Regions from separate parts of the Mus musculus genome. Here all the other regions are linked to region 1. A link is a contact called in public Hi-C, HiChIP or PLAC-seq and promoter capture Hi-C data. All regions are on one chromosome and are shown on one strand. Each heading gives the region's core, a stretch centred on a gene start, on an enhancer-like site or on the middle of the called end of the contact. The rest is flanking DNA. Distances are from core to core; before and after follow the strand shown.

Evidence for each region. Promoter capture Hi-C pulls out the DNA fragments that hold promoters and counts their contacts. HiChIP or PLAC-seq counts read pairs in DNA pulled down with a chosen protein or histone mark. A called contact is a pair of places that touch in the nucleus more often than the background predicts.
Region 2: a contact with region 1 is called in a CTCF HiChIP or PLAC-seq map of the NIH/3T3 cell line, with 6 read pairs. The contact joins the promoter of Cd320 here to the promoter of Zfp563 in region 1. A contact is called at or near these places in 3 of 39 promoter capture datasets (cranial neural crest, hippocampal neurons and liver), 1 of 15 datasets of contacts at CTCF or cohesin (the NIH/3T3 cell line) and 2 of 115 datasets of contacts at active chromatin or transcription factors (bone marrow-derived macrophages and stem cell-derived neural progenitor cells).
Region 3: a promoter capture Hi-C map of liver shows a contact between it and region 1, with 3 times the contacts expected there. The contact joins the promoter of Zbtb22 here to the promoter of Zfp563 in region 1. A contact is called at or near these places in 3 of 39 promoter capture datasets (cranial neural crest, liver and pre-B cells) and 2 of 115 datasets of contacts at active chromatin or transcription factors (astrocytes and embryonic stem cells).
Region 4: a contact with region 1 is called in an H3K4me3 HiChIP or PLAC-seq map of embryonic hindbrain, with 5 times the contacts expected there. The contact joins the promoter of Angptl4 here to the promoter of Zfp563 in region 1. A contact is called at or near these places in 4 of 39 promoter capture datasets (cranial neural crest, embryonic stem cells, liver and 1 more) and 2 of 115 datasets of contacts at active chromatin or transcription factors (astrocytes and embryonic hindbrain).
Region 5: a contact with region 1 is called in a promoter capture Hi-C map of liver, with 4 times the contacts expected there. The contact joins the promoter of Marchf2 here to the promoter of Zfp563 in region 1. A contact is called at or near these places in 10 of 39 promoter capture datasets (the 3T3-L1 cell line, the HPC-7 cell line, cranial neural crest and 6 more), 2 of 484 Hi-C or Micro-C datasets (B cells and the N1E-115 cell line) and 2 of 115 datasets of contacts at active chromatin or transcription factors (astrocytes and pro-B cells).
Region 6: an HNF4G HiChIP or PLAC-seq map of pancreatic cancer cells shows a contact between it and region 1. The contact joins the promoter of Wiz here to the promoter of Zfp563 in region 1. A contact is called at or near these places in 3 of 39 promoter capture datasets (cranial neural crest, frontonasal cranial neural crest and hippocampal neurons) and 1 of 115 datasets of contacts at active chromatin or transcription factors (pancreatic cancer cells).
Region 7: a Hi-C map of cerebellum shows a contact between it and region 1, with 2.0 times the contacts expected there. The contact joins the promoter of Kank3 here to the promoter of Zfp563 in region 1. A contact is called at or near these places in 11 of 39 promoter capture datasets (the 3T3-L1 cell line, 3T3-L1-derived adipocytes, the C10 cell line and 6 more), 8 of 484 Hi-C or Micro-C datasets (B cells, the C2C12 cell line, cardiomyocytes and 3 more), 11 of 115 datasets of contacts at active chromatin or transcription factors (astrocytes, embryonic forebrain, embryonic hindbrain and 7 more) and 1 of 9 other capture datasets (embryonic stem cells).

The regions. Positions count from the first base shown.
Region 1 is chr17:33,088,106-33,091,004 of GRCm38.p6, reverse strand. It overlaps Zfp563 (zinc finger protein 563), which reads right to left and starts at 1,638. Exons shown (of 4, transcript NM_001024950.2): 1 at 1,526-1,638. The coding sequence starts at 1,528.
Region 2 is chr17:33,841,692-33,844,626 of GRCm38.p6, reverse strand. Cd320 (CD320 antigen) reads right to left here and starts at 1,536. Exons shown (of 5, transcript NM_019421.3): 1 at 1,336-1,536. The coding sequence starts at 1,456.
Region 3 is chr17:33,914,848-33,917,559 of GRCm38.p6, reverse strand. It overlaps Zbtb22 (zinc finger and BTB domain containing 22), which reads right to left and starts at 1,384. Exons shown (of 2, transcript NM_020625.3): 1 at 1,287-1,384; 2 at 1-743. The coding sequence starts at 677. Daxx (Fas death domain-associated protein) reads right to left here. Exons shown (of 8, transcript NM_007829.4): 8 at 1,970-2,217. The coding sequence ends at 2,158.
Region 4 is chr17:33,780,100-33,783,113 of GRCm38.p6, reverse strand. Angptl4 (angiopoietin-like 4) reads left to right here and starts at 1,539. Exons shown (of 7, transcript NM_020581.2): 1 at 1,539-2,051; 2 at 2,221-2,331; 3 at 2,467-2,584. The coding sequence starts at 1,722.
Region 5 is chr17:33,717,356-33,720,170 of GRCm38.p6, reverse strand. It overlaps Marchf2 (membrane associated ring-CH-type finger 2), which reads left to right and starts at 1,494. Exons shown (of 5, transcript NM_001252480.1): 1 at 1,494-1,625.
Region 6 is chr17:32,386,145-32,389,103 of GRCm38.p6, reverse strand. Wiz (widely-interspaced zinc finger motifs) reads left to right here and starts at 1,287. Exons shown (of 11, transcript NM_001372227.1): 1 at 1,287-1,531. The coding sequence starts at 1,345.
Region 7 is chr17:33,808,912-33,811,830 of GRCm38.p6, reverse strand. It overlaps Kank3 (KN motif and ankyrin repeat domains 3), which reads right to left and starts at 1,308. Exons shown (of 11, transcript NM_030697.3): 1 at 1,266-1,308.

The DNA of each region.
Region 1 (2,899 bases), core at 389-2,888:
TTTTCAAACACCTGTTAAACTGAAACTCCAGAATCTATACCGAAAGTAAGTAGTTTGACCAGAAGATACTAGCCATGCTCAAAGCTCACAAAACTTGGGTAGAGTTGTCTAAAACCCTCTGGGAGATGAAGCAAATACTTTAGTTGTCATGTATTGAGCAACTGTCCTTGTGACTGCCACAGAGCTATCCTGTATGCAGGTGACTCTTTATCTGTGAGGTCTTAAGGGTAACCCTTCTTCCATGGACTTTACTGTTAAAGACTGCAGCAGCCTCACTCCCTCAATTTCCCTGGGCTTTTTCTGCTTTGTGGGGTCTGTGATACCTCTGCTCCTACCATACAATTTTGCCTTGGCTTTAGGAGTGCTGGAGAGATTTCTTGGAATATACAGGGGGGAAAAATCTACTCTTCTTTCTATTCTGTGGACCTGGAGTATTAGAACCGTATACTGAGATTTCTTTCTGTCGTCTCATCAGTAGGCAGAAGGGAAACACTGACTCATTTAAGCACAACAGGGTGAAAAGAGATTTACTGTGGCCTTAGTCAGCCTCAAGGTTATTTAGTACCCTGATCTGCCTCCCCTACATTAAATTCTTCTGTATCAAGGGCACGGCATGTTGATGTATTCCTATAACCTTATCACTTAGGAGGCTGAGGAAGGACTGTTACTTTGTGTCCAGCCTGGGCTACATAATGAGATTTTTTGTCTTAAAATAAAACAAACAAAAATATATCACCATAAACAACATGAACAAAATAACCCATGCTTTTGCAAATACAGGAAGGAAAGCTTTGAAGCTCTGCAAACTGCCTTTCAGGTCATTTTCCCACATCTTTCGTGGATATCACCAGGCTTCCTTCTAGCCCATTCTACAGGTAAGGTGGCTTAGTCATCACTTGCTATTCTCCTCAAAGCATACTTTATTATATTTTAGAATGGTTGGGCAGAGTTCTTTTCTGCAGCGATAGACGATAGACTGTAACCTGGACTTGTGAAGTAAATAAACCATATTTTCAAGTTACTTTTTTTTTTTCCTCTTTGAGACAGGGTCTATGTCCTAACTGGCCTTCAATTCGTCATCATGTCGTATGGGCTGGTGTAGTGGTCATGTGTTAACATGCCCATCTACCTGTACTTTACAGGAGGCGTCTCGCTGAGGAGACAGAAGTACAGGATTCTGCAAGAGATGGGGCTGCCCGCCGGGGTCCTGCCACCTAGAGTGCAGAGAAACCCTGAGTCCCGCAGCACCCAAAGCAATGTAGGACTGAGGATGTAGGACTGAGGCATCTACCCGGGGAACACCCGGCGCCCCTTACATTGCCCCGACGTTCGCCTCGTCTGCTCCCGGGCCCTCTTGTAGTTTCAAGAAGGCTCCAGAGGTCAGCTGTCCCGGAGCCAAAGAGGCTTAACCGTACCCGCTGCCCTCTCAGCTGACCAGACCGTGCCAGGAAGAAAGATGGCGGGTGAGGCATATCCGCTTTCTGCCGGCGTTCCTGATTGGACAGCTGGCCGTAAGGACACTTACCATAGCTGAGCCCAAGGCTTGCTGGGGCCTTAGGAATGATCCTGGTGTTGGCAGCCACACAACACGGACCCTGAACGGATACCTGTGACTCCCTCAGCTGGCAGAACTCTATCACCACAATAGTCTGGCAAGTAAGAGAAGGCCGGTGAGGAACGTCCGCTTCACCAATCGGCGCTTCTGATTGGATAGCTCGTGCTGTGCTCCGTGGTACTAATTGGATAAGCGATCAGACACCCCCCCCCCAACCCCCCCACCCCCCCCCCCCCCACACACACACACATTAGAGCTTGGTGGTAAACTCTTAATTTAATAAGTGGGGCACACATGCCATATTGCAGCCAAAGCTCTCATGGCCCGGGCAGAAATCCACTCTTTTTTCTTTTTTTTTTTCTTTTTTTTTTTTGTTTTTTGTTTTGTTTTGTTTTTCGAGACAGGGTTTCTCTGTATAGCCCTGGCTGTCCTGGAACTCACTTTGTAGACCAGACTGGCCTCGAACTCAGAAATCTGCCTGCCTCTGTCTACCAAGTGCTAGGATTAAAGGTGTGCACCACCACGCCCCGCATCCGCTCATCTTGATAACTGCATTTAAAAAGAATTTAGACTTGGTTTTTCCAAAGAAGAGCTTTCCCACTTCCCCCTGGAAACTAAGTCTGGAGTCTGCTTATTTAAAGTCAGATTTAGTTAGTGTACCATGGACAGAACCTTAGAGAAAGGGTACCTAGGCCTGCCACAGAGATAAAGGGATACCCAGCCAGGGCAGGTCCACTGGTCTAATGTCACCCATGAGAAACTTGAGATGATGTAGTCTGCATGATAGCAAAAGCTTTCCCCTTCCTTTTCACTCAGTCCATACATTTTTCAGCCAAGAAAAGAGAAATATACCAAGAGAATATACCAAGAGAAAACAGTTATGAATATGAAAAGTGCGGTTACATAGTAGCAGTCATAAGGTTCTCTAGGGACACAGGAATCAGTTCGTTTGCTCTGCCAATTAAAGCATTTTTATTCAAATTTTAAAGAAAAAATCCCAGGGAAGCAAAGTTGTAAGTCACTGCATCTGCTGGGATAGGGACCATTGCCTGGGAACAGGCACTGCAAGTTCAGCAACATGGAATAGATATATTTACCCCAAAAGATGGGCCTATCAGTTTTCCTGTCTTTGTTCAAACTGAACATCCCTAAGTTAGAAAGACTCTTCAAAGTTTCCGGATCTCTGCCTTTCTGTGTCCCCACCCCCCACCCCACCCCCACCTTCTTGTACATTTGTTTCTTTACTACTAGGAAGAGCTGTTCTTTAGTTGATTCTGCCTGCAGGGTCTGAGATTTCCCCTGTTGCTACCTGTTGCGCTGAGATTTTTTTTTTTTTTTTTTTTT
Region 2 (2,935 bases), core at 287-2,786, 750 kb before region 1:
GACCCCTCCCTCCCTCTCCTTGTAGTCAAACGCAATTATACCTGCATACCACACAGTTCAGAAGCTCCAGAGAGCTGAAGAACTGAATACAAGCCCTGGCCACCACCCCTTCCTGCCCAGCATAGCCTCCTCTCCATGCCTAACAACTCACAGTCCTGCCAACTCAGACCTTCTCTTCCTGACTCTGTATTTTCTTGGAATGGGCCCAGAGCAGAGCAGACCCTATACCTCTTGGGGGCAATTAATCAGACAGGAGTCAGGATGACCCATGATTCCTCCTCCCAGTCTATGTCCTCATCTGTAAAAGAGGAATACTAAGGCCAGACTTAATGTTGCTCAATAGTAAGTCCAGCTCCTGGGATGCTGGAACAAGAAGACTGCTTGGAGCTACAAAACAGCCGAAAGTGGGAGGAGGGGTAGTTTATGGGTACAGATCCATAAACAGCCAAATACAATGGTCCATACCTAATAATCCCTGTGCTGGGGAGCCTAAGGCACAAGTTGAAAACAGCAGTCCAGCCTGTGTTATATAGTAAGTCCCTGTCTCAAAAAAAGGGGAACTAGTGCCTGCCTTTAATCCCAGTACTTGGGAGGTGGATCTCTAGGAGTTCAAGCCCAGCCTAGTCTATATAGCAAGTTGCAGACAGCCAGAGCTATAAAGTGAGACCCTGTTTGGAAAAAAAAAAAAAAAATCAAAACATAATAAAAACCTAAAAACAGAAACAAAAACAAACAAACCAAAAAAACCTTGAAACAGTTAAGACCTATTCTCATACAGAGTGGATGGTCAGTAGTGGCCAGTGGTCACAATCGGGCCTCCTCGTCCTGCCCGGGACAGGTTCCTGGCCAAGATTGGGGTTCACAGGGGAAATACACTCCAGGGCTCTTCCTTCCATTCTCTGAGGCAGGAATACAAGGAAAAACTGAAGCTCTGGGTGCTGAAAGAACAGCCACAGAACTGCAGCCTCAGGGCTGAAGGTTTCGGGAAGGCATACCTGCTGCAAGAAGGTACCGGGTGACCAGCCCTGCGTGGTGAGAGGTCAAAATCAGAAACAAAAGCCTTCCAGCCCACATTGAGCTGAAGGACGGCTTGGAGGTGACTTAGGGACAGCGCAGGAATAAGGGAGGAAGCTGAGCAGAACACAGGAGAAGGCACCCATGTGGCGGTCCCCTCTGCACGCACAGAGGGCCGATTCTCTCCACTCTACCCACGCTAAAGCCAAACACGCGTGCTGGGGGAGTGTCAACGACCGATGGGCGGCGCAGCCAATAGTGAGGCGATGCCAGCGCGTGGAGGCGGGATCAAAAGCGGTGTAGAAACGGGGGTTCACTCACCGGAGACTTGGACCCGGGTATGGGCCGGAGCCGGAGCGGCCTCTAGGCCTGTTCTGAGACCAAAGAGGAGCCGCAGCACCAGGCCCAGGGCCACTGCCCGCCCAGCTCCGCCCCGCGCCATCCAACAGCTAGCCGAACTGCTCCGCTCCAGCCGCAGCCGCTCAGTCAGAAGGACGCGCTGATTCTCGCGCACGCGCACACAAAGGCAGGGGGGAGTGGCGCAAGCAAGCCTGCGACCGTAAGTACCCGAATACAAGGGTACTTTGATTTTAGGGCTCCTCCTGGCTTCTTCCTAGCAGTAAAACCTAATGTGTTTGGTGACCTAGGCCTGTAACTCCCAGATATTCTACAGGCTGAGGAAGAACAAAGCCAACCTAGGCTATTAAAGGAGACCCTACCTCAGAATAAAAAACAGGAATTCGGGGAGTAGTTCAGTAGTAGAGCACTTGCCTAGTAGTATTCAGGAGGCTCTAGGTTTAATCCCCAGTTCCATGAAAATAACCACATTAACTTGAAATAATAAACTTCTGCTGAACAGTGGTGGTGTACGCCTTAAATCCCAGCACTTGGGAGGCAAAGACAGGCAGATTTCTGAGTTCCAGGCCAGCCTGGTCTACCGAGTAAGTTCCAGGACACCGGGGGCTACAAAGAGAAACCCTGTCTCAAAAAACCAAAAATAAAAATAAACCTTCTAGGGATATAAATGAACTTAGCAATTTTGACCTAAACTTCACATGTAGCCTACTGCAAATATCACTGCCCAATGGTCCCAATGAATATGGCAGCCACACCCTGTGAACACTCCCCAGCAGGTCCCTCCTTTGTGCCACCTAAGGATTTTACTTATTTTAGCTTTATTGTCTTGATTGCCCCCTAGAATGCCAGCTGCAGGCGAACCAGGATGTTGGTTTCCTTTGATGAATGGCGAAAATAGTGAGGGAATGATGGAATGATCAAATGAGTGAACAGTTACTGGCTTCGAACCTGGACTGACCATCTCCTTGGTTCCCATCCCAACCTCATTAACTTCTAGTTCTCACACACTTGAGAAACATTTATTCTAACATGGGCCTGGTAGATTGATACTACAATTGTATTAATTGTAATTGATACAGATTGGCAGCCTTGGGTTTTCTCATCCCACTTCCACAGTTGAATGCATTGAGTCAGCTTATCCAATGTGGCTAGTGATGTTGTGGTTTCTGCTGGTCTGAGGTAACCCAAGCTGGCCTGAAACTAGTGATCCTCTCTCTTGCTTTGGCCTCCGAAGTATTGGGGATATAGTCATGTACCAGCTTAGTGTTTTATTCTTCACATTACGTTTTCCATAGCTCTACCTTAAGATTCCACGACACTGGCCGGGCGTGGAGGCGCATGCCTTTAATCCCAGCACTCGGGAGGCAGAGGCAGGTGGATTTCTGAGTTCAAGGCCAGCCTGGTCTACAAAGTGAGTTCCAGGACAGCAGGGCTACACAGAGAAACCCTGTCTCGAAAAACCAAAAAGAAAAAAAAAAAAAAAAAAAAAAAAAGAATCTATGACACTACCTCCCAACAAGGCTGGAAGGCAAGTCACTAACCTTCAAATGGCTAAGTTTCCCAG
Region 3 (2,712 bases), core at 135-2,634, 830 kb before region 1:
AATGCATCCTGGGAGGTAGAGGAGAAATCAGTCGACTCCCGGGGGCTGAAGTAGTTGCTACTGCTGGGAGACTGATTCTCACTGGCCCTGCTGGAGGTATGGGAACGGACAGAGCCTACGGTGGCAGGGGCGACAGTGCCCCCATTCCCTGATGGGACACTGGCACAAGGGACAGAGACAGAGGGGGCTGCAGCAGTAGTGACAGTGGTTGTAGTGGCTGCGGATCGACCCTCCCGAAGGAGTTCAGTGCACTTATCCACAATGTGCCACATCTGGAGGACCGACCCCACTGTGAGGAAGTTGACAATGTCCGCAGCAGCCATGCTGAGGCGGCCCGTGTAAGCTGAGGCCAGGACAGTCTCAAAAGCGCCTGGGTCCATGACGCTTGGCAGGGAAATGGAAGTCATGCCTTTCAGTAGGACCTGGTCGTGGAAGTAAGGAGAGGAGGCAGCCAAGACGGCCCTGTGAGCGCGGAACTCCCGTCCCTGCACGCGGATGGACACATCACAGAGCTGACCCTGGAGCCGCTGCTGGTTGAGGGATTCCAGGAGGGCACTGGTCACCTCAGGGAAGGACACGTGTACCACTGCAGCTGCCGGCAGAGGCAGTGGCGGTGGAGCCAGTGACAGAGGCAGTGGGAGTGTGGCCCCACTGGGTGACAGAGCAGACGGCTCCATGCTGTGGAAGGAGATACCCCCCCAGCCACAGGAACAAAGGAAAGAAGAGGGCGGCCGGGGGGGTCTCTAGGGAAAAAAAAAAAAAAAGAATAACAGCATTTTGAAAGCATCACTGATTTTAAGCCATCACAGTATTTAAAAAAAAAAAACAGGTACCCCTGTCAACCCCATGGTACAGACGGGGCAACTGAGGCTCACTATTAAGTAAAACATCCAATCAAACACCACCAAACCGCAGCGCTAGCAAAGAAAGTATTCCAAGTTTAGTACTCTCGCTCCTGGGTCAGGAAATAGGGGGCTCTCAGGGAAGGGGCGTCTATCCTAGTCTACGGCTTCACTCTCAAAAGAACGCCCCCTCCTTGGTGTTGCGTACCGATTTTCTTGGGGTGAAGGGGTGTTCTCCACAGTTCTCAAGCTCCTCCCCCTAGAGCCCCCAGTTGATCCCGACCCCGCCCCTTCAGGACCCTCCAGGGCTCCGCCCCCTGGATCCCCGACCCCGCCTCGTGTTTGCCCCCGCCCCCGAACCCCGCCCCCCAGTCCTCCCCAATCGCGCCCTCGGACTGTTCCCCAGCCTGAGGGGGGCCCCCAGCCCCGCGCGCCCCCGCTTACCTGGCCGCGCGCCCCCGGGCCCCCCCCCTCACTCCGCGACCAGAGCCGCAGCCCCAGCCCCTCCCGCCGCCATCTTGTGCCGACTCCCTCCGCCTTCCGCCTCCACTCCGCCTCCCGGACCTGCGACCTTAAAGGCGCAGGCCAGCACCCCTCCTGTGCCGCTGGGCAAAAGTCGACCGACAGCGACACTTTTCCTTTAAAGAACCGGCGCTTCATTCCGCCTTAAAGGTACCAGGTCCCGTCTGCGGCTGAGGACTCAGGAATTGGTTTGGCCGAAACCTTCGTTCCCCTTTAATCCGACAAGCCTACCTTGTCTCATTGACCAGTGCTGGCTTCCGCTTCCCAGGCTCCACCCCGAGCTCTGGACGTTAGCTTGCTCGCGGGATCTAACAGCCCTTTTCCCAGCATATGAGAACCCCCCAAGCCCCGCCCCCCTCCTCCAGGCCTGGATTGGCCAAATCACCTTGAGTCAGCCCCTGATTGGCCTTTTCACTCAGACCGCTCAAAACGAGAGAGGAAAGCTGCTTAAGAAGGCTTCCGAAGCACTTATCTTTAAAAGTGCCTAGGGGAAGAAGGCTCAAGGAAGGGTTAAGGATGAGGACGCCCTAAAAAGAGAGCCAGGATAGAAAAGGCAGATCCAGGTGACAGCTGTCACAAGAGAAAAGGCAAAGTAAAGGAAAGAATACAATAAAAAGAAATTCATTGTTTATTAATGTGTCTGTGTAAAACTTAAAACATTTTGATTTTTTTTTTTTGTCAAAAGAAACACCATCAAAACGGGAGGAGCTCTGTCCATCTTTTACTCCATCATCTTCCAACAGCCATACAAAAAACCTTCTGGATGCAGGGAGCACGGGGAGCATGGGGCCTGCTAATCAGAGTCTGAAAGCACGATGATCTCCTCCGGGTCGCACTGTGTGGCCACACTGGTCTGCAGACAAGTCAGAGGAGAAAGAAGGGTGAGCCAGGCATGGCGGCTCACGCCTTTAGTCCGAACACTCAAGAGGCAGAGGCGGGCTGATATCCGAGTTTGGGGCCAGCCTGATCTACTACATACAGAGTTCTGGGACAGTCAGGGCTACATAGAAAGACCTTGTCTCAGAAACAAAACAAAGCAGGATGGAAGGCTGGAAGATGGCTCAGCCACTAAGCACGCAGCTGCTTTGCAGAAGACCCGAGTGTTGTATCCAGTCTCACATGGCGGCTCTCTGCCTTCTCCGTGACTCCAGATCTATAGGATCAGACGCCCTCTTCTGGCCTCCATGAGCACCAGACACAAATGTAGCACATAGGTATGCATGCCAACAAAACACCTATTTACATAAAATAAGTCTTTTTTGTTTTGTTTTACATGGTCTCACTATGTAACCTTGACTGTCACTGGGTAGACTAGACTGTGGCCTTGAAGTTAGAGAGACCTGTATGC
Region 4 (3,014 bases), core at 290-2,789, 690 kb before region 1:
TTCAGACACACCGGAAGAGGGTATCAGATCCTATTACAGATGGTTGTAAGCCACCATGTGGTTGCTGGGAATTAACTCAGGACCTTTGGAAGAGCAGTCAGTACTCTTAACTGCTGAACCATCTCTCCAGCCTGCTTTTTAAATGTTTAAATGACTGTTTTAAATTGTGTGCATGTGTGTGAGTGCCTGAGGAGGTCAAAGTCACCATAGCTCCTGGAGCTGGAATTATAGGTGACTGTGAGCTGTTGGACTTAGATCCCCTGCAAAAGATGTAAATGCTCTTAACTGGTAAGATAGATTTCCAGTTCCTCCTGGCTTTTTTAGTTGTTGTTGTTGTTGTTTTGTGACAAGGTCTTCTTCCTGGATGGCCTGGAACTTCACTATGTAGACCAGGCTGACCTCAAACTCACAGAGCTTCCTCCAATTGCTTCTTGCTCTGCAGTGCTGGGAGTTAAAGTATGCATAACTATGAATTGTTTTTGTTTTGTTTTGAAACAAGGTCTTGCTGTTTCAGCGTTGACTGGTCTGTAACTTACTATGTAGAGCAGGCTAGCTTGTAGCTTGTACTATTCCCCTGTGTCCTGCGTGATGGGTTTACAGGTGCGTGCCACCAGTTTTGTTGTTGCTGTTGTTGTTTGGAGACCTGGCTCAGAGTAGCCCAGGCTCTCTTAAACTCACTTGTGTAGCTCAAGATGAATTCCACACTCTTCTGCTCCATGCCCCAAGAGCTGGGATGACAGGTCTGTCCTCAGACACTGATCCTCCTTTAACGCAGGTAAATTCCTGGACACCAAGACCCCTGGTGGTGGAGGACAGGCAACAGGAGGAAGCCTAGGGTTGCAATCTCTACAATGTAGACAGAAATCCCAGCTATTGACTATTTGGCCAGGAAGAGGTGACTAATTGAACAAGGGTGTTAGTGATCCTCACAAACACATCTGCAATGACGAATGCTTGAGCTGGAAAGAGCGTGGGAGCCAGAAAGGTGGTGGAAGTGAGAGTGGGGGCAGGGGTTCCGCCTGGTCTGTGGATTAAAGATCTCAGGAAGCCTCTAAGAGGCAGAGAGCAAGGTTCTGTAATCCCCCACTTGCCATCTGAACTCAGCCTACCAGGGAGAGAACTTTCTGCCACGTAACTCTGCCCTACTTTGCTTTTGACTTGAGAAGGGGTCAGTCAAGAAGGCATCCACGTAGCGGGAAGGGGAAAAAAAAAAAAGAAGGCATCTACGTCCTGATTTGTACGCCCTTTCCTCCATTGAACCGGGCTGGGATGCGGGCTAGGGCTGGGAATTTCCGGCCTTAGGATGAACCATGCAGTGCACAGACAGTCACGTCGCTTATTAGGTCGCAAGGAAGGCGAAGCAGCCATCCCCAAGAACTCTTCATACACACACACACACACACACACACACACACACACACACACGCCACACACACACACTCGTAACTACAAAGCCTGTGGCATTGCACCCTAAAACTTGGCCACTCGCTCCGCCCCCGGGCCCCGCCTCCAATGCTCTCCCTCCCACTCCCACACCCGCTTTATAAAGTGGGGCTTTAGGTGCAACCGTGAAACGCTTATGAGCTACGGGCTCCAGATCTTCTTCTGCACCAGAGCAAGTCTAAGTCTGAGCCGGCTCCCCCAGAACTCCAGCTGCTGGGTCTTGAACTCCTGCGTTCCGGAGTCCTAGCGTTGCTGCACCCAAGGCCACCCCCAGAATCATGCGCTGCGCTCCGACAGCAGGCGCTGCCCTGGTGCTATGCGCGGCTACTGCGGGGCTTTTGAGCGCGCAAGGGCGCCCTGCACAGCCAGAGCCACCGCGCTTTGCATCCTGGGACGAGATGAACTTGCTGGCTCACGGGCTGCTACAGCTCGGCCATGGGCTGCGCGAACACGTGGAGCGCACCCGTGGGCAGCTGGGCGCGCTGGAGCGCCGCATGGCTGCCTGTGGTAACGCTTGTCAGGGGCCCAAGGGAAAAGATGCACCCTTCAAAGACTCCGAGGATAGAGTCCCTGAAGGCCAGACTCCTGAGACTCTGCAGAGTTTGCAGGTAGGCGCATCTACTAGGACTCTGACTCTACTTAGACTAACGAGTCTAGTACTCCAGGACCTGGGTGGAGAAGGGCCTCAGAGCAGACTGTGAAAGGGTAGAAGGGAGGGTGAATAAGAGGAGGTTGCCGACATAAAGCCAGGTCTTCACTAGCCTTGCATATCTTCAGACTCAGCTCAAGGCTCAAAACAGCAAGATCCAGCAATTGTTCCAGAAGGTGGCCCAGCAGCAGAGATACCTATCAAAGCAGAATCTGAGAATACAGAATCTTCAGAGCCAGGTAATTACCCCAGCAATTGGCCCAAATGGGAAAGAGGAAACAAAGTGGGGGTGAAATGTAGTGATGAAATGTGGCTAAGCAGTTGTTATGGCATGAGTCAAAAGATCTAACCACCCGTTTCCTGCCCGGTCTTAGATAGACCTCTTGGCCCCCACGCACCTAGACAATGGAGTAGACAAGACTTCGAGGGGAAAGAGGCTTCCCAAGATGACCCAGCTCATTGGCTTGACTCCCAACGCCACCCACTTACACAGTGAGTATCTCTGGTCTTTGCTGTCATCTGGCAACTCCCCAACCACCCCACTTGCCATTCCAATCCTTAGCCTTCTTGTCAGGTCCACCTTAATAGGAAAGAAAGAGATTCTGGCCTTGGGTTCCTGTGGGCTCACTAGGCTCTCATCAAGGGTATTTTTATATATTGCACCCTCTTCACTTATGATCCTGCTTGGCCAGACCACCCCACCATTCTTTCCCAGCAAGAATCTTCCCAAAATCTTATTAGCCGTTAACCAGAACAAGTAGAGGAAGGCAGATCATAAGGAGCTAAAGTTTCAGGGGTTCTGGGAGATGGTGGTGTAGCTCAGGGACATCATGCAAAGGAATCCAGGGCTGTGTGTGGATGTGTGTGCGTTCCCGAGGTTTGGAACCCTCCAACATCTCTTGATGTAACTATAAAAGGGAAA
Region 5 (2,815 bases), core at 245-2,744, 630 kb before region 1:
CTTAGAACTTGGAAGCGGGATTTCCAGGTCATCCTTGTCTGTATATCCACTTCAAAGCCACACTGGGCTTTAGGAAACCCTCTATCAAAAACCCAACCCAAACCAAACCAAATCAGCATCACCATAACCACCACCACCACCATGAAGCTTAAGGTGTGGCTCAGTGGTGGAGCACCTACCTAATGTATCAGGCTGCTGGCTCCATCACAGGCATTGTAAGAATAATAATTCATACTAATAACGTGGGGCTGTGGTGGCATATGCCTATAATCTTACGCTTGTGAGGGTGAGGCAGGACCTGGGCTACACAGTAAGACCTGTCTCTAACAAATAAGCAAACACAATGATTAAAAACCGCTAATGTTTGTCTCACAATATTTATATTAGTTAATGTGTCCCCAGGGTCTTGCACATGCCTGGACCATAATAATGCTTCCTACAGAATTTTGATCTTTTTGGTTTTCCTTCATATGGTTGGCCTTGCTTTCTGTGTAGTTGAGGGTGACCTTGAACTTCCTGGGTGCTGGGATTATAGGCATGTATGACCAAGCCCAGGGCTTTGTGTATGCTAGGCAAGTACTGCTAAGTGTTCTCTCACTGAAACCAGTGCTAGATTGGCAGACAGCAAACCCCAGCCATCTTCCTGTTTACACCATCTACAGCACTGAGGTTACAGGAGTTCGAGGCCCTATTCAGCTCTTTTATGTGGATGCTGGGGATTTTAACTCAGATCCTCATGTTTGCCATGCAAGAGCTCTTGCCCGCTGATCTATCTCAACAGCTCTTTCTACCATCTGTTGCTCCATTTTTTGAATGTATGTCTTGCTTGAATAATTGATGAGTAAATGATGATGGCTTTAGTTTCCTCCACAGAACTCTAACCCCTTTGGGCGGATTTCCTTCTGCAAAATGTGATCATAGCCACCCTAGGATTGGTAAGTGTGATAAAAATGTAGCTCAGTTCACACTGTTTGTGCCTAGCACGGAAGAAAAACTTCATTCCATTCTAGCTCCCGATAGAACTGGGAAGGTGGAGGCCAGAGGATCAGAGAGGTTATCCTTGGCTACAGAGTGAGTACGAGGTTAGCCTGATCTACATTAAAACTGTCTTTAAAAAACACAACAAACAAACAAACAAACAAACAAACAAACAAACAAACGGGGGCCGGGGGGAGCGGAGAAGAAGGCGGAAAGAAGTTATTTGGCAAGTGTGAAGTTGTTTACTTAAGCTCGCCTTTGTTCTGCTCCAGGCTCTGGCAGCAAGTCTACAGCCAGAGATTGGGATGGGGGAGGAGCTGGGATGAGGCGGGGTCCATTTTGGGGGTGGAGCCAGAACGCAGCAGGGGCGGAGTCAGAAGCTGCGGCGCCGCGGGGCCTGGACCGCCCAGGACGTCCCGTATTTTGAAGGCCCCACCTTCTTGGGCGGGGCGTGTATGCTGATTGGCAGATGATACTCAGAGGCAGTCTTCATTGGTTCGCCGTGCTGTCTGCTCGGCGGGCGGTGCCCGGACGCAGGTGCTCGCCGGAGCCGGAGCAAGCCGCTGCTGACGGGCCGGGCCGGGCCGGGACCCGGGCCAGGGAGAACCGAGGGGCCTGCGCGGTCGCCCGGCCCGGCCGCGGAACAGGTAGGCACGGAACAGCGAATGGGCCTGACCCGAGTATGTAGGCAGGTTTCCCAGGTTCCGGGTTCGAGCCTCCGGCTGAGTACTCGAGCGGGACAGATAGGGCGCTACCCTTGGCCTTACTTAGCCCTGCTCAGGACGCAGGCACCTCAATTATCATTTCAAGGTTGGTGAGAGGTCTCCGAGCCTCGCCACGCAGGAGAAACCTCTGTGAGCCTCGGTTTCCCCATCTAGGAAAAGTGGGTCATCTCGGAGCCAACATGATTTAGGAAATGGCTGATGAGAAAAGCGCCTGGCATACAGTAGGAGGTCAATAAGTGACTAATGTCACTCTGAAACCCTCTTCATAACGGTTCTGTTTGGGTGATTATTAACATTATAAAGAGTTGGGGCGCTTCACAAAAAGCTACTCAGTGCACTGTACTGAAAATGTTGTTTTTCAAACAGTAGTCAGGGACTGCCAAGATAGCTCAGCTGGTCAAGGTGCTTGTTGTCTGAGTTCAGTCTTGAGGTCTCATATGGTGAAAGAAAAACTGACAACAGAAAGTTGTCATTTGGACTCCATAGACACACCCTTGCATGAATATACACCACATACATATGCAAAAATACAAGCAAAATAAATATAATTGAAAACACTTTTTTTGTTTTGTTTTGTTTTTCGAGACAGGGTTTCTCTGTATAGCCCTGGCTGTCCTGGAACTCACTTTGTAGACCAGGCTAGCCTCGAACTCAGAAATCCGCCTGCCTCTGCCTCCCGAGTGCCAGGATTAAAGGTGTGCGCCACCATGCCTGGGGAAAACACTTTTAAAAAAACTCTGTAGTCAGAATTAATGTGGTTAGTGGGAAACATACTAGGTAGAAGTATTAAAAGTAATTCCTTTCATCTAAATGAGTAAATTGAAGTTCAGGGAAGTTAAAGCTGTTGCCCAAGGCCATACAGCAAATAGGAAGTAGAGCTTCTGGGATTAGAACTTAGTTTCTGGACTGGGGGTCTAGCTCAGTACTTGCCTAGCATGCACTAGGCCCTTGTTTTATCTCAGTACTGCCAAGAAAAACAACACACACACACACACACACACACACACACCCTAAAGTAAGAAAGAGATGGATGAGGCCCAGAAAAGCAAATTAACTTGAATCAAGACATACAGTATCAGTGACAGAGGCAGAATAAAGTGCCTAGGGCATGG
Region 6 (2,959 bases), core at 38-2,537, 700 kb after region 1:
GGGGGAGGATCGGGGGTCTCGAGGCAGGTGTCTCCCCCCCCACCTCAGCTCGTCCCGCGGGGTCTCCCGCCCCGAGGTGCACGGGCGAAGGGCGCATCCTGGGGACCCTGGCTTCCCCGCAGGGTGCGTCCGCGCAGCGCCGCCCCTACCTCTGCGACCCCTGCGGGAGGTGGGGTAGGGAACGACCATCTGGACTGGAGCCCCCTCCCCAAGCTGCCAAAGTGCTCCGAAGTTGCGGTCCTGCCCGATCCCCGCCAGCAGTGCCTACCCGAGTGGGCACCCGCAGGTGCTTTCTCCAGGCCTGGGCAGGGACCCCTCCAGCCAAGACTGTCAACCCACCCTGTGTAGGGCCCCCCGGGAGCGCCCAGGCCCTCGAGGGCAACGCCTGCTACCAGGCCTGGAGCCCCGGCCCCGCCCCGGTTGCCTGGGCCGGGCCTCACCACCATCTCCCTGGGGAGAGCGCCTCATTCCTGCCCTTCACTTTCTGCTCTACCTTGAAGGTATTTATAGGTGGAGAGGACAATCGCCCTCCTCCCCCCCAGGGTCCTTATTTCTGAAACAGGAGCCCCATCGGTCCTTTTCATCCTCGGGCCAGAACAACCAATATCGGTGGAGGATGCAAGCAATACTATTGGAAGGTGGCAGGGTGGAGGAGCCCAGGCTTGGTATGCATGAGAGATCATGCTAAGAGAAGGGAAAGGGTTAATGGTGGGGTCACTTGAGCGTGTGGAGAGGCTAAGGGGTTAATAACCCTACATTCCTGGGTAGGGAGAAGGATGTGAATGTTGGAAAAGTGTAGGGGTAATTGATACGGGGCAACAGAAGTGAGTAAAGTATAAGGGCAAAGATGGGGGCCCTCGAGACCCTGCACTGGGGAGAGAGCGGGGACCCTGGAAACTGGAGGCATGGCTGTAGGTTATGCAGTCACAGGAAAGCAGCTGGACACGGTGAAGCTGTGAGTGAGCCATGGGAGGAATAGGTGGAGGTGGAAGGAGTGATGAGGGAGGGCTGAGGTGACTGAATGTGCGTGTGTAACTGTGGTGAATGGAGGCTGTGAAGAAGCTGGGGAAAGAGAACGCTTTAGTGTACTGAGACTCGCTCCCAGTAGAGGTGATTGGATTATAATAGGAGTGAATGGAACCTCAACACCACTTAACCCCTCACTTCAACTAAGAGACAAACTGAGGCCATAGGCTTTGAAGGAGAGGACTAGGGTTCTGAGAGAGGGGAGAACAAACAGAATTCTCTTCTTACTCTCTTAAGGTCTTCCTTGTCTTTGTCTCCAGGCCCACAATGTCCTGCTGAACCTGCCAGGTACTGAGTGAAGATTCACGGCTGGCACCCATGGAGGGGTTACTGGCAGGTGGCCTGGCTGCCCCGGATCATCCTCGAGGCCCCGCTCCAAGAGAGGACATCGAGAGTGGGGCTGAGGCTGCTGAGGGGGAAGGTGATATCTTTCCATCTTCTCATTACCTGCCAATCACCAAAGAAGGCCCTCGAGACATTCTGGATGGCAGAAGTGGCATTTCTGGTAAGAGGGCTCTGTGGCCCTAAAGAAGCTTCCCACTTGGTCCCCCAGGCCCAGAGAGAGTCAGGTCACCCCACCCAGCAGGGGCTGAGTTGCAATTGGAATTCTGTTCGATGCACATAGCCTCCTTTAGTGCTCCACGTACCGCTTTTCAGTTTGCCCTTATGAAAACAGATGTCTTGGGAGCCCATGACTGGATGTAAGAAACTGGGATTCATACTTGTAGTGTCCTGGCTTTCCTCTCTAAGCTGGACACCAGCTGTATCCAAATCCCATGTCAGTACCCTGAGCTCTTTGCCCAAAGCCCACTTGTTCCTTCTTGCAGTCTTGATGGAGTGGAGCTCCTGAGCGAGTGCCCTCTAGTGGTAAGGTAAAGTCTGGGGAGATTCGAGTTGCCTCTTTCCATCTTGATTTACCCCATACAAGGCTAGCTCACACTGTCCCCACCTCACAATTTGTTGTTCGTTTATTAAACACTGAGCACCTGCTGTGCCACTTTCTGTTCTGGGTGCTGGGGAAATAATCATAAAGAGACAAAAGTCCCTGTCCTCCAGGGGTTGGCATTCCAGAAGGGAAGGTGGACAAGGAACGACTGAGCAGATGTCATAAGGGCAGGTTATGCAGGCTATGCAGATATTAAACTGAGTGCCAGGACCATGGCTGGGCGCTCCAGGAAAAGCCACCTGACACAGTGGTGTTTGAGGCACAGCACAGAATGAGTGGTGGGACGTGCCCAGCAGGTGGCGGGACAGCATGGGCAAAGGCCCTGCAGAGGGGAGGAGCCTGGTATGTTTAAGGACTTAACAGGAATCTGGTGTGGCTGGTCCCCCAAAACTTGGCCTTCTAATAAATTCCGAGCACCTCTTCTGTGGTTCCTACATGCCAAGTTCTTTGTCTTCTCAATTCACATCATACTTAGAACCTTTGTCGGAAGAGCCTCCGTTATTTAGTATCTCATGTTAGGAATGGGAAATTCAAAACCCTGAGGGGTGAAGTCAGTAGTGTGGCCTTACACCCCTCTTCCTTCTTTGTTTTATTCTGTTCTTTATAGAACTGGGGATTGCACGTAGGCCCTTGCACATACTCTGCAAAAGCTGTTCCATTGAGTTCTGCCCCAGCCCTCCTCTTTAGTTTTTTGGGTTTTTTGTTTTTTGGTTTGTTTGGTTTTTTTGTTTGTTTGTTTGGTTGGTTGGTTGGTTTTTTTTTTTTTTTTTTTTTTTTTTTTTTTTTTTTTTTTTTGAGACAGGGTTTCTGTGTAGTCCTGGCTGTCCTGGAACTCACTTTGTAGACCAGGCTGGCCTCGAACTCAGAAATCCGCCTGCCTCTGCCTCACGAGTGCTGGGACTAAAGGCGTGAACTACCATGCCCGGCCCTCTTTAGTTTTAAATTAACTTCCCTTTCATTCACTTGTTCTTTCTCCTGGCATTTTGT
Region 7 (2,919 bases), core at 59-2,558, 720 kb before region 1:
CTCAGGCAGGCCTTCAACTTTCTTTTCTTTTTTTTTTTTTTTTCTTCGAGACAGCGTTTCTCTTTATAGCCCTGGCTGTCCTGGAACTCACTTTGTAGACCAGGCTGCCCTCGAACTCAGAAATCTGCCTGCCTCTGCCTGTGCTGGGATTAAAGGCATGCGCCACCACGCCCGGCGCCTTCAACTTTTAATCATCCTACCTGGACCTCTCAGGTAACTAGGATAATAGGCGCTTTTGGAAAGATTCCCTTTTGCTCCCCTAGAAACTGCAGGGAACCCAGGCCACATATCACCCTCCCAGCTCACAGCTGTCAGTTCCAGCCTTGGGAGTAAGGAGTGTGGTGGGGCAAGCCAACATTAGACTGCTACACAAGCCAATGCCTCCCGGAGTAGGGCGTGTAGCTGCCCTCATATCTCCCACACTGCCTGGCTATCAAAGTTAAATCCGGATCCCCTGCCTGAGACCCCCTCATTAGGCTGTCAGAGCTGAAGCCACACGCCCCCACACCCAGCCCTGGGACTATTTCGGGACACAGAGCTGCGATCAGTCTAGAGAGCTGTGATCAGGAGAGCTGTCATCAGGAAACCTGAAGGACAGGACACAGAGCATGCATACCCGAGGTCCTGAAGAAGTTATGTCTTACTGATAAGGCTCTAGGTGGGAGCCCTTCATGTTGGGATAGGATTCTCAAACGCAGGATGGGGGAAAGAGCTAGATGATGGCAGGACAAGGGGTCCTTGAATCATCACACACACACACACACACACACACCTCCCCAAACATACAGAACCAAGTCCGCTTAGAAAAGACAGGGCAGTTTCCTACAGGAAAAACCGCTGGGCGGTTCCATCCGCTGCTATTGTCAGTAGGTCCGGGGAGTGGGGGACATCCGTTCCTCCCTCCAACACCGTTTCCGTACCATCCGCCCACTCCACCCCACTGCAAGAAACCCATTCCCAGGTCTTCAAGCCAACTCTGGGGAAGGGTCCCCTAAGGCATCTAGGAGACTAAAATGCGCACAAGTTCCTCTGGTTAGGTCCTGGATGGCCATGTGGTGGCGATCTGCCTAATAATCTAGGGTCCCCCCTCTCCGGTCGGCTTTAAACCACCTGAGGCTCCCAATGTCCAAATGGTCACCATTACAGGACACGGCGCCCACCCCGTTGCAACGCACAGAACCCATAGAAGGGGGCTAAAAGCATCACACCCCTCCCGGACACTTGGGTCCACTGTTCCCCTCCAGGACTCGCGTGGTTGACTTTACCTGAATGAGAAGCCCCGGCAGCGCCCGCACCGCACCCGAGCCCGCCCCCTCGAAGCTCCGCACGGGTTATCAAGGCTTTCACCCCTAACTGACGGCTTTTTCAGCCAACCAGAGCACGAATCTAACCGAACTATCCAATTGTAAGACAGAGTGAGCCATCTGGGCGGGGGCAGGGTGGGGACCCGCCTGAGGGCGGGCCTACAGTAGAATCTGAGAAGATCAGAGCAGGGCAGTGGGATGCTGCTCAGCCAGCTACCTCTAAATCCTGCCTGGTTCAGGAGTAAGAAAAGAGGTTTCATTCACAGGACAGTAGGGAGCTACAGGAAAAATCTAAGCAAACTATTCTAATGGGATTTATATAACGAGTTTAATTCCTACTGTCTTGTTGAAGTCGTAAGAGCCTGGATCTTGTCCACCGCAGGAACTTTGCATATATTGTGCCACTTTAAGAAATATTATCTGGGGGCTGGTGAGATGGCTCAGTGGGTAAGAGCACCCGACTGCTCTTCCGAAGGTCCGGAGTTCAAATCCCAGCAACCACATGGTGGCTCACAACCATCTGTAACAAGATCTGATGCCCTCTTCTGGAGTGTCTGAAGACAGCTACAGTGTACTTACATATAATAAATAAATAAATCTTTAAAAAAAAAAAAAAAAAAAAAGAAATATTATCTATATGTGATACTTTCCTATATTTCTAAGTGTTCAATCTATGTGCCCCTGAAATCTATGTGCCACAAGAAAACAAAACAAAAAACAAACAGAATCCTTAGCACAGCCTTTCCCTAGTCATTATCATTGCCATAGCAATGGTTTATTAACTAAATAGCAATTTTCATTAGTAGAAAGGCAAGGTTACTATCATCACCCCTACTAGACATTTTAGGATCAGGAAACTTTTTATCCACTGCCTCAGGCATACACTAGTTACTTAATAAATGTCTGCTCTACTGGAGATATCTAACTCAATGGTACAGAACTTGTCTAGCGCACCTATCACAATAGATAGGTAGGAAGACAGACAGACAGAGACAGATAGACAGATGAAAATAATGTAAATATAATAGACACATACAGGTGTACTTATAAACATACTGAGATTATAGATCAAAAAATTGTCACAGAAATAAATTAAAATTACATTTGTGAAGGTCAGTGAGATGACTTAGCATGTAAAGGTTCTTGCTGCCAAACTTGACGATCTGTGTTTCATCCCTAGGACCATGTAATGCAAAGAAAGACCCAACTCCTACAAGTTGTCTTCAGATCTCCATAGTGTGCTATATACATCAACCTATGCACATACATACCATATATCAATAAAACTTTTTAGCTGGGCAGTGGTGGTGCACACCTTTAATCCCAGCACTTGGGAGGCAGAGACAGGCAGATTTCTGAGTTTGAGACCAGCCTGGACCACAGAGTGAGTTCCAGGACAGCCAGTGCTATACAGAGAAACCCTGTCTAGAAGAAAGAAAAAAAAAAAGTTTTAAAAGTACATTTAACAACAACAACAACAGAAAAAGCAGAGGCAGGTGGATTTCTGAGTTCCAGGACAGCCTGAGCTATACAGAGAAACTCTGTCTAGAAGAAAGAAAAAAAAAAAAGTTTTAAAAGTACATTTAACAACAACAACAAAAAAAGCAGAGGCAGG